Regions from separate parts of the Canis lupus genome. Here region 2 is linked to region 1. The links are chromatin contacts, called in public Hi-C maps. All regions are on one chromosome and are shown on one strand. Each heading gives the region's core, a stretch centred on a gene start, on an enhancer-like site or on the middle of the called end of the contact. The rest is flanking DNA. Distances are from core to core; before and after follow the strand shown.

Region 1 (6,408 bases), core at 2,057-4,556:
AATAAGGAACACAGAGGGATTCAACTAAGATCTGCCTGTATTTTTAACTACTCTGTCATTTCACTAGAACCAATGAAATAGATACTTATCTATTTTTGGATTGAAAGAAAAGTTTCATGTGGGCACCTGGGTGGCTCAGTGGTCAAGCATCTACCTTTGGCTCAGGGAGGGTGTGATCCCAGGATCCTGGGAGTCTCCCATCAGGCTCCCTGCAGGGAGCCTACTTCTCCCTCTGCCTATGTCTCTGCCTTTCTGTGTCTCTCATGAATAAGTCTTTTTTTTTTTTTTTTTAAAGAAAAAGAAATGATACAGAATTCCTAAGTTAATGAATTTATCAAAAAATACATGAAATGACAAAAACATGAATACGTACATTTGCCTAAAGTGGGCAGAGAACTGTGTTACACATTTAGAAAAGTTCTGATTTCAGAAGTCAGCTAAAGGACATTACACTTTATCACTATTGTAACTTACCACAACAGACCTTGGCATTGCTGGCTTAAACACTGAACAGAATTCTAATAATCTCTTCTCATAGTATTTGCAGAGTATCATTTCTTCATGAGGTTCAAGAAAGACTGGATCATTTGGAAGAACCTTTAGATCAAAAGTTACAAATAAAAATTTAAAAAAAATTAAAAAAAAAAAAAAAAGGGATCCCTGGGTGGCGCAGCGGTTTGGCGCCTGCCTTTGGCCCAGGGCGCGATCCTGGAGACCCGGGATCGAATCCCACATCGGGCTCCCGGTGCATGGAGCCTGCTTCTCCCTCTGCCTGTGTCTCTGCCTCTCTCTCTCTCTGTGACTATCATAAATAAATAAAAATTTTAAAAAAAATTAAAAAAAAAAAAAAGTTACAGCAGAAGTTCAATGAAATGAATAATCTTAAAATACTTTTCTCAGTCCAGACTGCATTTGTATCTCCAACCAAAGGGAAATATACCAGATGTCATTTTTCTCTTTAGAGAACTAAATTATTACACGAAGTAATATTAGTGAAATATCTGATAAACTAAAAATGATCCTATTGTATCACAGTTTCTCAGAATGTCAGCTGGGCATTTACTTCAGTAGGGTAAAAAGAATCATGACAGAGGGTGTGCATCTGCTCACAAGTTTGATGTCAATCATAAATCAAAAAGATGATACAAGGTTGGGGGGGGGGAGGGGGGCCTCAGCGGTTTAGCGCCGCCTTTGGCCCAGGGCCTGATCCTGGAGTCCCTGGATGGAGTCCCGCGTTGGGCTTCCTGCATGAAGCCTGCTTCTCCCTCTGCCTGTGTCTCTGCCTCTCTCTCTCCAGTCTCTCATGAATAAATAAATAAAATCTTAAAAAAAAAAAGATACATACTGTCATTGGTTGGGAAGGTTTCAACATCCCTTTCTCAGTCATTAAGTCACATAGGCTGAGGTAAAAATCAACAAGTGTCTCAAGGATGATTATGACCCTTAAAAAAATAGTACCTCCAACCCCCTCCCCCCAAATAGTACCTCCTGTCTTTATAAACTCTCCACAAAATACCTAGATGGTTCATAAAACAATTTTAAAACAATTATATACTAGGCAGTGTTACTGGATTAATTATGTTTACCAAAAAAAGGGGGGGGGGGGTATGTTGAAGTCTTAACCTCCGGGATCTGAGTGTGACCTTATCTGGAAACAGAATCTCTACAAATGTGACTAGTTAATATGAGGTCATACTGGAGGACGGTGGCTCCTAATTCTATACGACTGGTGTCCCTATAACAACAATGTGGGAAGATACAGAGAGAACACTTTGTAAAGACAGAGATAGAAGCAAGGAACAGGGCAGCCCTGGTGGCCCAGCGGTTTAGCGCCACCTTCAGCCCAGGGCCTGATCCTGGAGTTCCAGGATCGAGTCCCATGTAGGGCTCCCTGCAGGGAGCCTGCTTCTCCCTCTGCCTGTCTTTGCCTCTCTGTGTCTGTCGTGAATAAATAAATGGAATCTTTAAAAAAAAAAAAAAAAAAAGTTGGTAGAAGCAAAGGAACACCTAAGTTACCAGAAGCTGAAGGAAGAAAGGGTCACCTGGAAACTACAGAGAATATATCCTGATGACAACTTTATCCCAGACTTCCGGCTTCTAGAACTGTGAAACAGTACATTTCTGTTGTTTTAAACCACCCAGTTTGTGCCTTTTTTTTTTTTTTAATGATAGCACAAGGAAACTAATACCAACTAATTTTATGGAGATGGCCCAGCAGGAATGGGTTCACAGATCCTGGCTCTGCCACTTACCAGTCCTGAAAAGTTATCCAACCACTCCATACCTCAGTTTCCCCGGCTGTAAAGCAAGGACAATAACAGCATCTGCCTGGTGGGACAGTTGTGAGGACTGAATGAGCTAACACACACTCAGAGCAGCGCCTGGGGCGCAGCCCGGGAGGTCCCCCTTCGGGGCAGCGCCAAACGCAGGCGGCGTGATACAGACGTCGGTCGGGCATCAAAGGGCCTCGGCCCCAAGGGGTCTGAAGGGCGGAATACTCGCCGGAGGGACGCTGGTGCTGGAACCCTTGGCGGAGCCCGTGGAAGAGGAGCAGGGCGGCGGGAGCTACGACGGCAAGGGCTCGGCTGGCAGGGCCGAGGCCTCGGGCGCCGACCACCCCCGCGTCCCGCCTCCGCCCCCCGCACCCCCGGGGTTCCCAGCTCCCTACGACAGAACCCGAAAGGTCAGTCTCCCACTTGAAGTCTTACAACAGGCTCCCCATCTCGTCATCCCGAACCGGACTCCTTCCTTCCGCCTCCAGGTGCGCGGCCTCGCCCTTCGCCGCCCCTGCGGGCCCCGACCTGCCCACTGCACCTGCCGCCCCGCCGGCCCGGAACGTCCCTTCCCAGGCTCCCCGCGCCGACTCCCCGCACAGCGCCCCACAACTAGAGCGCCCCAGAGCCTTGGCCTCCGCACGCTGCGGGTCGCCCCCCGAGGTCCTCGCCCGTGTGGTCGGGAAAACGCCCCGCGCTCCGCCGAGGCCGGCAGCGGGGAAGGGGGCGCGCAGGGAACCGGCCGCCAGGCTCCCTCACCTTCCCGTTGGCCACCGCTTTGCATTTGAATTTACGGTTGGCGTCGGCCCGCAGGCGCGCCAGCTGCTCCTCGCTCGCGAAAGTCCAGTGCCGCTTCTGGCTGCTGTTGTGGTACATCGCGGAGCCGCGAGGCAGGCCGCGGCGGCCTGAGGAAAGGACGCCACAGGGCACGACGCGGCGGGCAAACACCGCCTGGGCTACCACCGCGGTCCCGCGGAAACCGAGGGCGCCCGCTCGGCGGCGCCGGCGCGGTGACGTCCAGACCACGTGATATTTCCGACGGCAGTCGCGCTTCCGGAGCGGACTGAGAGGAAAACAGCCCTCGGGTAGGTCCGGGCGGCCCCCGGCACGCAAGTGGGCGGAGCCTAAGGGCACGCCCCCTTACGGTGACGCGAGGCCCTAGCCCCGCCCCTTCCCGACACAATTTAAAGGAGAGGCGCCAGGCAGGGGCGTCCAAAAGGGATGGAAGGTGGAGGTTGGGCGGGGGCGGGGGCGGGGGCGGGGGTGGGGGTGGGGGGCTACGTTAACAACTTAAGTGCGGTAACTCGAAGCGGCTAAAGGGCCTGGGAGGGTGTCAACTTTTAAATAAGGCGTTCAAAAAAAAAAAAAATAAAATAAAATAAATAAGGCGTTCAAGGGGATCCCTGCGTAGCTCAGCGGTTTAGCACCGCCTTCAGCCCAGGGCCCGATTTTGGAGACCAGGGATCGAGTCCCACGTCGGGCTCCCTGCGTGGAGCCTGCTTCTCCTAACGCCTGCGTCTCTGCCTCTCTCTAGGTCTATCATGAATAAATAAATAATTAAAAAAATATAAGGTGTTCAAGTAATGATATGCCCATTTTATATTTAATCCTATCATCAAGCAACTCCAGGCTTCTAGCTTTTTCATTTTATTTTTTATTTTTATGTATTTTTTTAGATTAGCTTTTTCATTTTATTTTAGCTTTTTCATTTTAAATGGCTACTATATATAAGAGAATAAGGTATTATACTGTTAATACTTTTTCTTTTTTTTTTGGTTGTGAAGATTATTTATTAGGCAAGTATTTTCTACCTACCACACACGCCTTGAGTCGTAGACAAAATCAGGCACAAACCCTGCTGCCATTTAGCTTACTCTCTGAACCCAATTTTCAAATTATTGACGCTTTTTCAAGTCAAAAGATGTGTTATCTAGAAAAGAATTTAGCACTGAAATGGGATCTTCAAGATCAATTCTGTTTCATATACTCTGAAGCAAAAATAACATTCCTAGTAGGCAGGATTTAATTATACACCTAGCAAATTCTCGATAGTCACATATTTGTGTAAACAGTTTAACATGGTTTATAACGGTTCCAGAAATGTTAAGTCCTATATCCAGTTTTCTGCTAATTCTTTTTCATATAATATAATGTATACATATTTATTGTTTCAAAAAAAAAAAAATAGAGTGTTCAAAGTATGCCTCCCTGAAAAGGTGACATTTGAGCAAAGGCTTGAGAGAGTTGAGGGAGTAGGCCTCTTGTGGGAGCAGTGGATTTGGGGGCAGATAGAACATCAGGGTCCCAAGGCAGAAGCATTCCTGGGACTTTTAAAGAAGAATGTGCCTCCTCACAAAAGACCGCCTCAGGGAGCATGGAACCGGGTGGACAAGCCAGATGCAGTGCATATGCATTCTCTACTCTTCCACCACTGCTGTGATCCTATCCTTTTCCCAGGACCTTTCCCCTCCCCTTCTGCTGATTACTAGCCAGTCTTACCCCACTTCCACATCTGAAGCACTATATAATGGTAGTTTTATGATTTTCTTGAATTCTCATCTTCATTATTGCCCCAGGGAAGACTTGCAATAAGCTACTGTTAATACGGACGAGATTTACAATTGCTATTGCTAGTATTTTCAAAATTGCATTTGCGAAACAAAATTTATATTGATTACAAAAACCTTTACTGGTTTTCTTATTTGTCCCATGTAGGCAGGCATACTTTATTCTGTGCAAAATTCATCACGTTAGAAAGATGGAATGAGCTACAGCAAATAGTTGGGTTTTTTAAAAAATAAAAAGCAGATAAAGAGGAGATGAGGAATTTAGGTCTTGAAAATTTGCATAGGTAAAAAGAGGTAGGAGGGTGTCTGTGTTCTATGAAAAAGTTTTGAGAGGTTTAAGGGAGAGCTTTATTTGTTTTGTTTTGTTTCATTTTGGTAGGTACAGTTGAGGGTAGAGTTTGCCAAAGTCATTTGAATTTCTCAAACTTGCAAATTTGTAATTTGCAACTTTTGAAATCCAGACACTCCTTAAACATTTGTTGGTAATATGGACTAGTAAAATGGCTCAGAAAAGAGAAAGGAGAAAATGTCATAATGTTAAGGTAGGACATGGTAAGTTAAGAGCCCAGTGCACTGTGAGCACCTTAAAATACTGTGTAATGGGGAAGAATAATTTTAAAGGAAAAACAGGGATGCTCGGGTGGCTCCGCGGTTGAGTGTCTGCCTTCAGCCCAGGGTGTGATCCTGGAGACCGGGAATTGAGTCCCACATTAGGCTTCCTGAACGGAGCCTGCTTCTCCTCCCTCTGCCTATGTCTCTGCCTCTCTCTCTCATCAATAAATAAAATCTTTAAAAAAAAATAAAGGAAAAACAAAGTTATAAAAGATAAGCAGGAAATGAGGGGATGTAGGTAAATTAGTATGTACAGAAGATCTTGACCCATGACAGTTTTGTATACCATGTCAATTCTTTTTGTTTTTTTCTAAAAGACATCTGACAACTCCTTTAATTTTATGTAAAGGAGAATCCAAAGATGGGCATTTGGGAGAAATAGGATAAGATTTCCACAGTAAAATTGCTCAGTGTCAGAGTTCATTTAGGAAGTCAATGTGAAAAAGCTGGTGGTGATGATGGAACTATTTTTTTTTTCCTGTAACAAATCTTAGCCTACAAAAATTAATACTGACCATATTTTTGGGATGTATAAGGAATTGTATCTAAGTTAACCAGCTACAGGATAAAATTATTACTGATGCCCTAACAGTGAGGCTCACATACGACTTCTTATTAAGATGAGCAGGCTGGATGCTACATCAGTCACTATGACAGAGTCACATTCCCCTGTCGAGCTCTTTGAGCACAAATTTATTCCTTGTGCTATTTCTACAGTGGAAGGCAGACTGTGGACATAGAACTAGGTGCCTTTACCTAGTTCCATTTCTAATTCCAACTAAAAAGTAGCAAGTGTTTCTTCCATACTTTTTATTTGTATAAAACTTCAAAGAAGAGAGAGAAATGAAAATTTCAAAATTATCAATACACACGGTCAGTTCCCCTCCACTTCCCACCCCAGTTAAGTCACAATTTCCCTGATACTAGCTGGAGGCATTTCAAACAAACTAAACAAA
Region 2 (6,408 bases), core at 1,843-4,342, 130 kb before region 1:
TCTAATCTAGAATTAAAAGAATGGAGGCCTATCCAAAACTGTTGGCATAGATGCCTAGCACTGGGGTAGGCAGTAGGATAGACTATATGTTGTATTTGTGGTGTAGATTTGTAGATACATACACCTAAAAGGAACTAGAAAACAATACAACTCAGTATGTAATTGTTGTTGGACAGCATTAAATATTGGCCTTTAATTGCTAAAGAATTTTCAAAAGGGGAAAAGGCAATTCTGCAAATTAGAGTAGTAAGGCCGACCTGGCATCTTTGGCAGCACACGGATGATGTGTGAACACTCAGAGATCAGTGATAAGAGTTGGTGATAACCTGCCAGGCCTACATTCAAAGGCTGATGGTGGTAATTGGGATGGTAGTGTTGGAGGACTGGGATGCTAAATGCACTGTTGTTTTCAACCAGAGGCTACATGAAAATTTGTTGGGAGTGGGTGGAATAGGTACTTTGAAGTTTTCTTCTTACTTTGAGGGTCTAAGTTTAAAAGAAAAAATACCGTTCCAGGGAGGCAAGTGTAAGAAGTAGGACTGCATTATTCTGTTAAGTATTATGAAATTACTTCATTATGCATTTTCTCATTTCCCAACCACTTGTCTAGAATAGTAGGGCTTAGCAACACAATACCTACCTCTCTTATCCACCTACCTAATGAATGGCATGGAGTTGACTTTCTCATTTATTCTTCTTTCTTGAAGTGTTGCACACCTCCTCCTTGATTAGCATACTATAGTACAGTGATTCTTAAGTATGTCAACTTGGAGGGCCTAGTAAAACAGATTCCTGGGTTTTCCGTTTCAGAGGGTCTGGGATGGGGCCAAGAATTTGCATTTCTAACAGGTTCCTGGGATTACAGCTGGTCTAAGACCACTCTTGTGACTAATCAATCTTTGCTCTCTCAAGTGGTACACTGCATAAGAGGTAAGCACAATGAGAGTCCTCAGGATTAATCAAGTTTGTCAATGATTTGGCAAATAGGTTTGTGCAAACTTCTAAGAAAAGGAAATGCCTTGTGTGCACCTTGCCACCTCTTTCAGTGGCTTCCCTTTTTTTCCATGAGCCTGTTAGAGCCCCTACTCATCCCTTATGTACTCCTCTGTTGGTTGGATCATCTTTAGCAGAGAAAACATTGATCTCAAAGACCAATATTCGAAGGTAGTCAATGTGAGATTCCTCCTGGGAGAATTTATTTATTTATTTATTTATTTTTTTCTCCTGGTAGAATTTAAAAGAACAATATATGAATGCAAGGGGCAAATTGCCCGTACTGTAATTTCAAATAATGGGAGTGATTCTTCCACTTACATGAATGAACGCAATCGTTTATACATATTCTAGCATAAAAGAGGAAACAAAACCCATTTCTGGCTTTACTTAGGTTGAGACATCAGTTTATTGATAATTTTTGAAACTATGCATTATTGTCTCTGGCACTTTGCAACGTTGACATTGGCCTTGTTCAAGGTTCTCCATGCTTCACATATGCGTCCTGGAACAGGCCCCCTGCCTTCTGCACACAAGTGTTGTTTGTGGCACCCGCTCCTCTACACACGTCATTAGTGCCCAAGACCTGAGATGGCACAGGTAATTGTGTGTGTGTGGGGGGGGGGGGGCGGGGAGGGACATGACAGAGAGGAGAGATGGTGCTGTGAGTGAGGAAAACAAAACGTGTACGGTCTTAGAAATCAGAATTTGCCACTATTTCTACCAAAATTCTTAGCCCCCCCCACCCCGTAAGGCTCCCCTTATCTATTTCCTTTACTTCTCTTGAGTTTCAGAACGTAGTTTGAATTTTTTTTTTTTAAATACGTAGTGGGGGATCCCCGGGTGGCTCAGCGGTTTAGCGCCTGCCTTCGGCCCAGGGCGTGACCCCGGGGTCCTGGGATCGAGTCCTGCATCGGGCTCCCTGCGTGGAGCCTGCTGCTCCCTCTGCCTGTGTGTCTCTGTCTCTCATGAGTGAACAAATAAAACCTTAAAAATAAAATAAAATAAAACACGGAATAGTCATATAGTGATTTCTAGTATGCGACGAAAATCAAACAAATCGATAGCCCTGCCACTCCCCCTCGGCCCCGGGCCCCGGCAGCGCCGCTTCCTAAAGGCGTTATTTTCCACCAGCAGGAAGCAGGGCCCCGGCTCCGCGGCATCTTCCTTGCCGTCTTCCTCGGCGCTGCCCCCTCCCCTGCAGCGTCCCCGCCGCGTTCGCGGAGCCGGGCCCCCCAGCCCTCGGCCCGCCCCTCCGCGGCGCACGCTGACCCGGGGCGGGGCGGGGCGGGGACGGGGCGGGCGCCCCCCCGCGGCCGGTCCCCCGCACCGCGCGCCCCCGCCGCTTCCTTCCCTCGGGCCCAGCAGCGCGGCCGCCCCCGCGCCAGGGCCGCGCCTGCGCACAAGCCGCCCCGGCCCTGCTCCCCGCCCTTCCTCCCGCGGCCGGCTCCTCCTCCGGCGCCCCGCCTTCCTTTCTCTCTCTCTCTCTCTCTCTCCCTCTCTCTCTAGTCGGTTTCCGCGAGCGCTCCAGGTCGGCAGCCGCTCGGCCCGCTTCCCCGCCCCCCGCCCCTTCCTCTCCTCTCCTCTCCTCTCCTCTCCTCTCCTCTCCCCACCCCTCCCGCCTCCAGCCCCGCGGAGGATGCAGCGGCCGCCGCGGCCCGGGCCCCAGCAGCGGCACCGGCGGTGGCTGCGGTGGGGGTGGCCGGAACTGGGGTGGTGAAGCGGCGGCGGCGGCCGAGCGGGCGGCAGCCGCGCCAGCCGCTTCCTCTGTGCTTCCCTTCCTCTCTGGCGCGGCCAGGAAGTTTCTCACTAGTGTGCATGTGTGTGAGTGTGGGTGTGCAGGCTGAAGGTGCGGGTTGGCGTTGGTGCCGGCGGTAGGTTTTTTGCCCACTCGGCTTCCCGTAACCCGGGCCGCTCCGGAGCCTGGGCTGTGGCCCGAGGAGGGGGCGCGGCGGCGGGCTCGGTCCTTTTGTTGTCGTTTCCTCCGCCCGGGGAGCCGCCAGGGGGACGCGCCCGGGTGGGGCGGCTGGGAGCCCGGGCCTGCTGGCCCCCGGGGCTCCCGGGCGAGCGTAGAGCGGAGAGCGGAGCGGGCTTCAACATGATGGCGGCCGAGGGCGGCAGCGAGGAGGGCGGCCCGGGGGCGGCGGGGGCGGCGGGGGGCGGCGCGGCCGCGGGCTCGAGCGCCTGCCCGGCGGCGTGCAGGGTGAGGATGCCCGGCGCGCTGCCCGTGCCAGCCGTCGCCTGCTCCGGGCTGCCGGAGGCCGGCGGGGCCGCGCTGGGCGCCGGGCCGGGGGCGGGAGCCGTGGGGGGAGCCGGACTGTCAGGGGGAGGGGCCGGGGCCGGGGCCGCCGGGGCCGGGGGAGAGCCGGCCCTCGCCAAGGGCACCGCTTCGCTGGCTGCGGACACCTTCGGGGCGGGCGGCGCCTTCCCCCCGCTGCCGCCGCCGCCTCAGCTGCCCGCCCTGGGCGCCGCCGGCCTGGGAACCGTGGACGAAGGGGACTCCCTGGATGGACCCGAATACGAGGAGGAAGAGGTGGCCATCCCCCTGACCGCGCCTCCGACTAACCAGTAAGTGCACGCAGCCGTCCCGGGCCCGGGGACGCCGGCTCCTGGGCACAAGTGCGAACCCCTGGGACCTGCAGCTTTTCTTGCAGTTGCGATCCGTTGGTGAAAAAGTTTGGAGCCTTCGGGGTTGGCGTGCGTCGGGACTTGATTGGATCGCTCCTCTTCCCTGAGGGCGTGCACGCTGCCTTCGGCGTCTTTTGCATCTTTCTGGTTAGACCCTGGGAAGAAGTGAAGTTTTTGAGCTAGGAAAGCATGGAGAGTGGGGGGGGAGGGGGGGGAGGGGGGGCATGTGTATCCATCGGGAACCGGATACGGTGCTGCCTTTTCCAAGCCGAGGTTGCGTCCCCGGGGCTCAGCTGAGCTTGCAGCTGCCCGGGCCGTAGAGTCTCTCTCAGCCTGTGCGTGCATTCCCTGTTGAAGTCAGGTTATCCTTAGTCATAAGGCTTTGGGTATGCAAGTATTCCAAGGAGTATGGTATTGATGACCATTTTAAACATGCACCGGTCAGAAGGCTTTGCCTTTGTGGTGCTGTGCATCCCCAGCCTTTCGGAGGCAGAGCGATGCAGAAAAGTCTTCGGGTCTCTCCTGAAGATGTGGGTCGGCGAGAAAGGAAAGGAGTTCTGCGAATTACAGGTGTGGTGAAGGGTCTCTCTCCTCTTACGGGGTCTGTGACGTAGGCCGTGAAATTCCCATTTATTGATAACAGCCTGATCTTTTTATAGTTGAGGCTTTGTAAGCACAGTTCTCAAGTAAAATTGTCAATACTTCAATACTTTGTTGGTGGCCAGTGCAGTGTTCCATTTGGCAATCAGTTGCGACGGTATATTGCAGGGCATTTAGGGCAAATGGCTTTTTTCACACGGTGAGTACCTTCCCCTTGTTCCCTCCATAAGTGAACATAGGTGTGTGTTTGTAAAGGTGGACCTTGATGAGAGGAGAGTGTTACTGGGAAGGGGTAATAGATGGCAAAACCGTTCTTACGGATCCTTCACATCAGTTATTATCTGACCTTTAGAATTTCGACAGCCTTGGTGTATCAGAGGAAAAAATATTTGGTTCATATGATGACATTCACTCTGGACAATTGAAAGTATTTGTTTGTTTTGGATAAGCTTTGGAGGATTTAGAAAGGACTTAGAAAATGATTAGAAAAAGATTCTGTGATAATCCATTCTTAACCTAGGGCTACATCTTTTGATATTTAAGGGGGAAAGGTAAAAGTAGCCTGATTTGTGTCAGCCGTGGTATACTGCTCAGTAAGAGTTTAATTTTTTTGTCTAACTTTATTCCAACTTACCATGTTATGTGTTTGTTTTATAGACCTCTGAAGGTGTTCTGGGAGTGTGAAAAATTTGAATTTTACAGCACTGTTTACACACCTTCAAGCCTTTTTGAAAGAATCAGTAAATATTTAAGCGCTCACTACATCACTCCATGCTCAGCACTAGGGTTATAATAAAGTGCAACTTTTCATACTGAAAGAAGGCAGTCTTTTGCCAGTGTTTGTAACTGAGTTATATTAGGCATATTTGTATATTGTAGTTATAAATTTTTTTAAAAAAGTGATTTTGTGGAATGGTTTTAGGTTCACAGCAAAACTGGGCAGAAAATATAGTGTTCCCATTAGATTTTTCAGGATAAACATGAAGGAGTATTTGGAAAAATTTTTAGAAGTCTATTGTGTGAGGTTTCCATCATCATTAATATATATTTGGGAATAAAAATAATACTTGCATGACTGTATATATGAGAATCGTAAATGTTCTGAAAAGTATCCTCCATTTCAAGTATGTTTTTTAAATTTGTCACTGAGGAGTACAAATTACCCTCTTTTCTTTATCTTAGATATCAAACCAGAGTCACTGGAGGCAATACAGTGTAGTGTTTAAGGGTGCAAATTCTGAAGTTAGACAAGATTTGGGTTGGAATCCTGACTCTACCACTTATAACTGTGTGATCTTGGAAAGGTCAGTTTCCCCATCTGTAGAATGGGGATAATAATGGTACCTCCGTCATAGCATCGTTTTTAAGATTTAATGAGAACCCTGAAGTATTCAGTCAGCACAGTGCTTGGCACATAGTAAGTGTTCAGTAAATAGTATGCCAAAGTAACAGTAATATTTTATTGCCATTAAATTGCCTACTGATTCTATTGGTACAGGGAACTCCCTCACTGATAGTTACTTTAGGCAATGGTTCGTACTCCAGAGGTCTAGCTACCATGGTTAGCTATATTAAGAATTATGACTTCATAAAGGTTTCCATCAGGTTAAGTAGGTTTAGAGATGAAGTTCAGATCTTTTCTATGAATTCCTTTTTTTAATTTTTTTTTATTTTTATTTATTTATGATAGTCACAGAGAGAGAGAGAGAGAGAGAGAGAGGCAGAGACACAGGCAGAGGGAGGCAGAGGGAGAAGCAGGCTCCATGCACCGGGAGCCCGACGTGGGATTCGATCCCATCTCCAGGATCGCGCCCTGGGCCAAAGGCAGGCGCCAAACCGCTGCGCCACCCAGGGATCCCTGAATTCCTATTTTTAAAGGGCTTTAATGATTTGGTTAACTAATGCCAAATCTTTTGTAAGGTACTGAAGAAATGTTCTTCGACTAAGTGAATATTTGTTTACTAGTGAGTGGTCACCTTAGTTATTGCATAGCATGATATTAAGGGGTTCAGGTCACAGGTTTGAGTCCACAGTGGTTTGTTAGAGTAGAGTTCCCTTGCACATGGAGTTCAACCCTGTGTCCAGCTAGTTTGGTGCTGTTGGTCACAAGAGCCGTTAAATGACGATATATGGATGGACAAATGCAAATACCTTACTGCCATTAGTATTTTGTACCTTGTTTTTCTG

Evidence for each region. A called contact is a pair of places that touch in the nucleus more often than the background predicts.
Region 2: a contact with region 1 is called in a Hi-C map of blood, with 2.2 times the contacts expected there. The contact joins the promoter of RASA1 here to the promoter of CCNH in region 1. A contact is called at or near these places in 2 of 9 Hi-C or Micro-C datasets (both in blood).

What each region holds. Positions count from the first base shown.
Region 1 is chr3:21,177,449-21,183,856 of UU_Cfam_GSD_1.0, reverse strand. CCNH (cyclin-H) reads right to left here and starts at 3,306. Exons shown (of 9, transcript XM_038532398.1): 1 at 3,033-3,306; 2 at 475-597. The coding sequence starts at 3,149. LOC111095149 (a long non-coding RNA gene) reads left to right here and starts at 3,120. Exons shown (of 4, transcript XR_005356757.1): 1 at 3,120-3,358.
Region 2 is chr3:21,307,233-21,313,640 of UU_Cfam_GSD_1.0, reverse strand. RASA1 (ras GTPase-activating protein 1) reads left to right here and starts at 3,092. Exons shown (of 25, transcript XM_038532397.1): 1 at 3,092-3,561. The coding sequence starts at 3,092.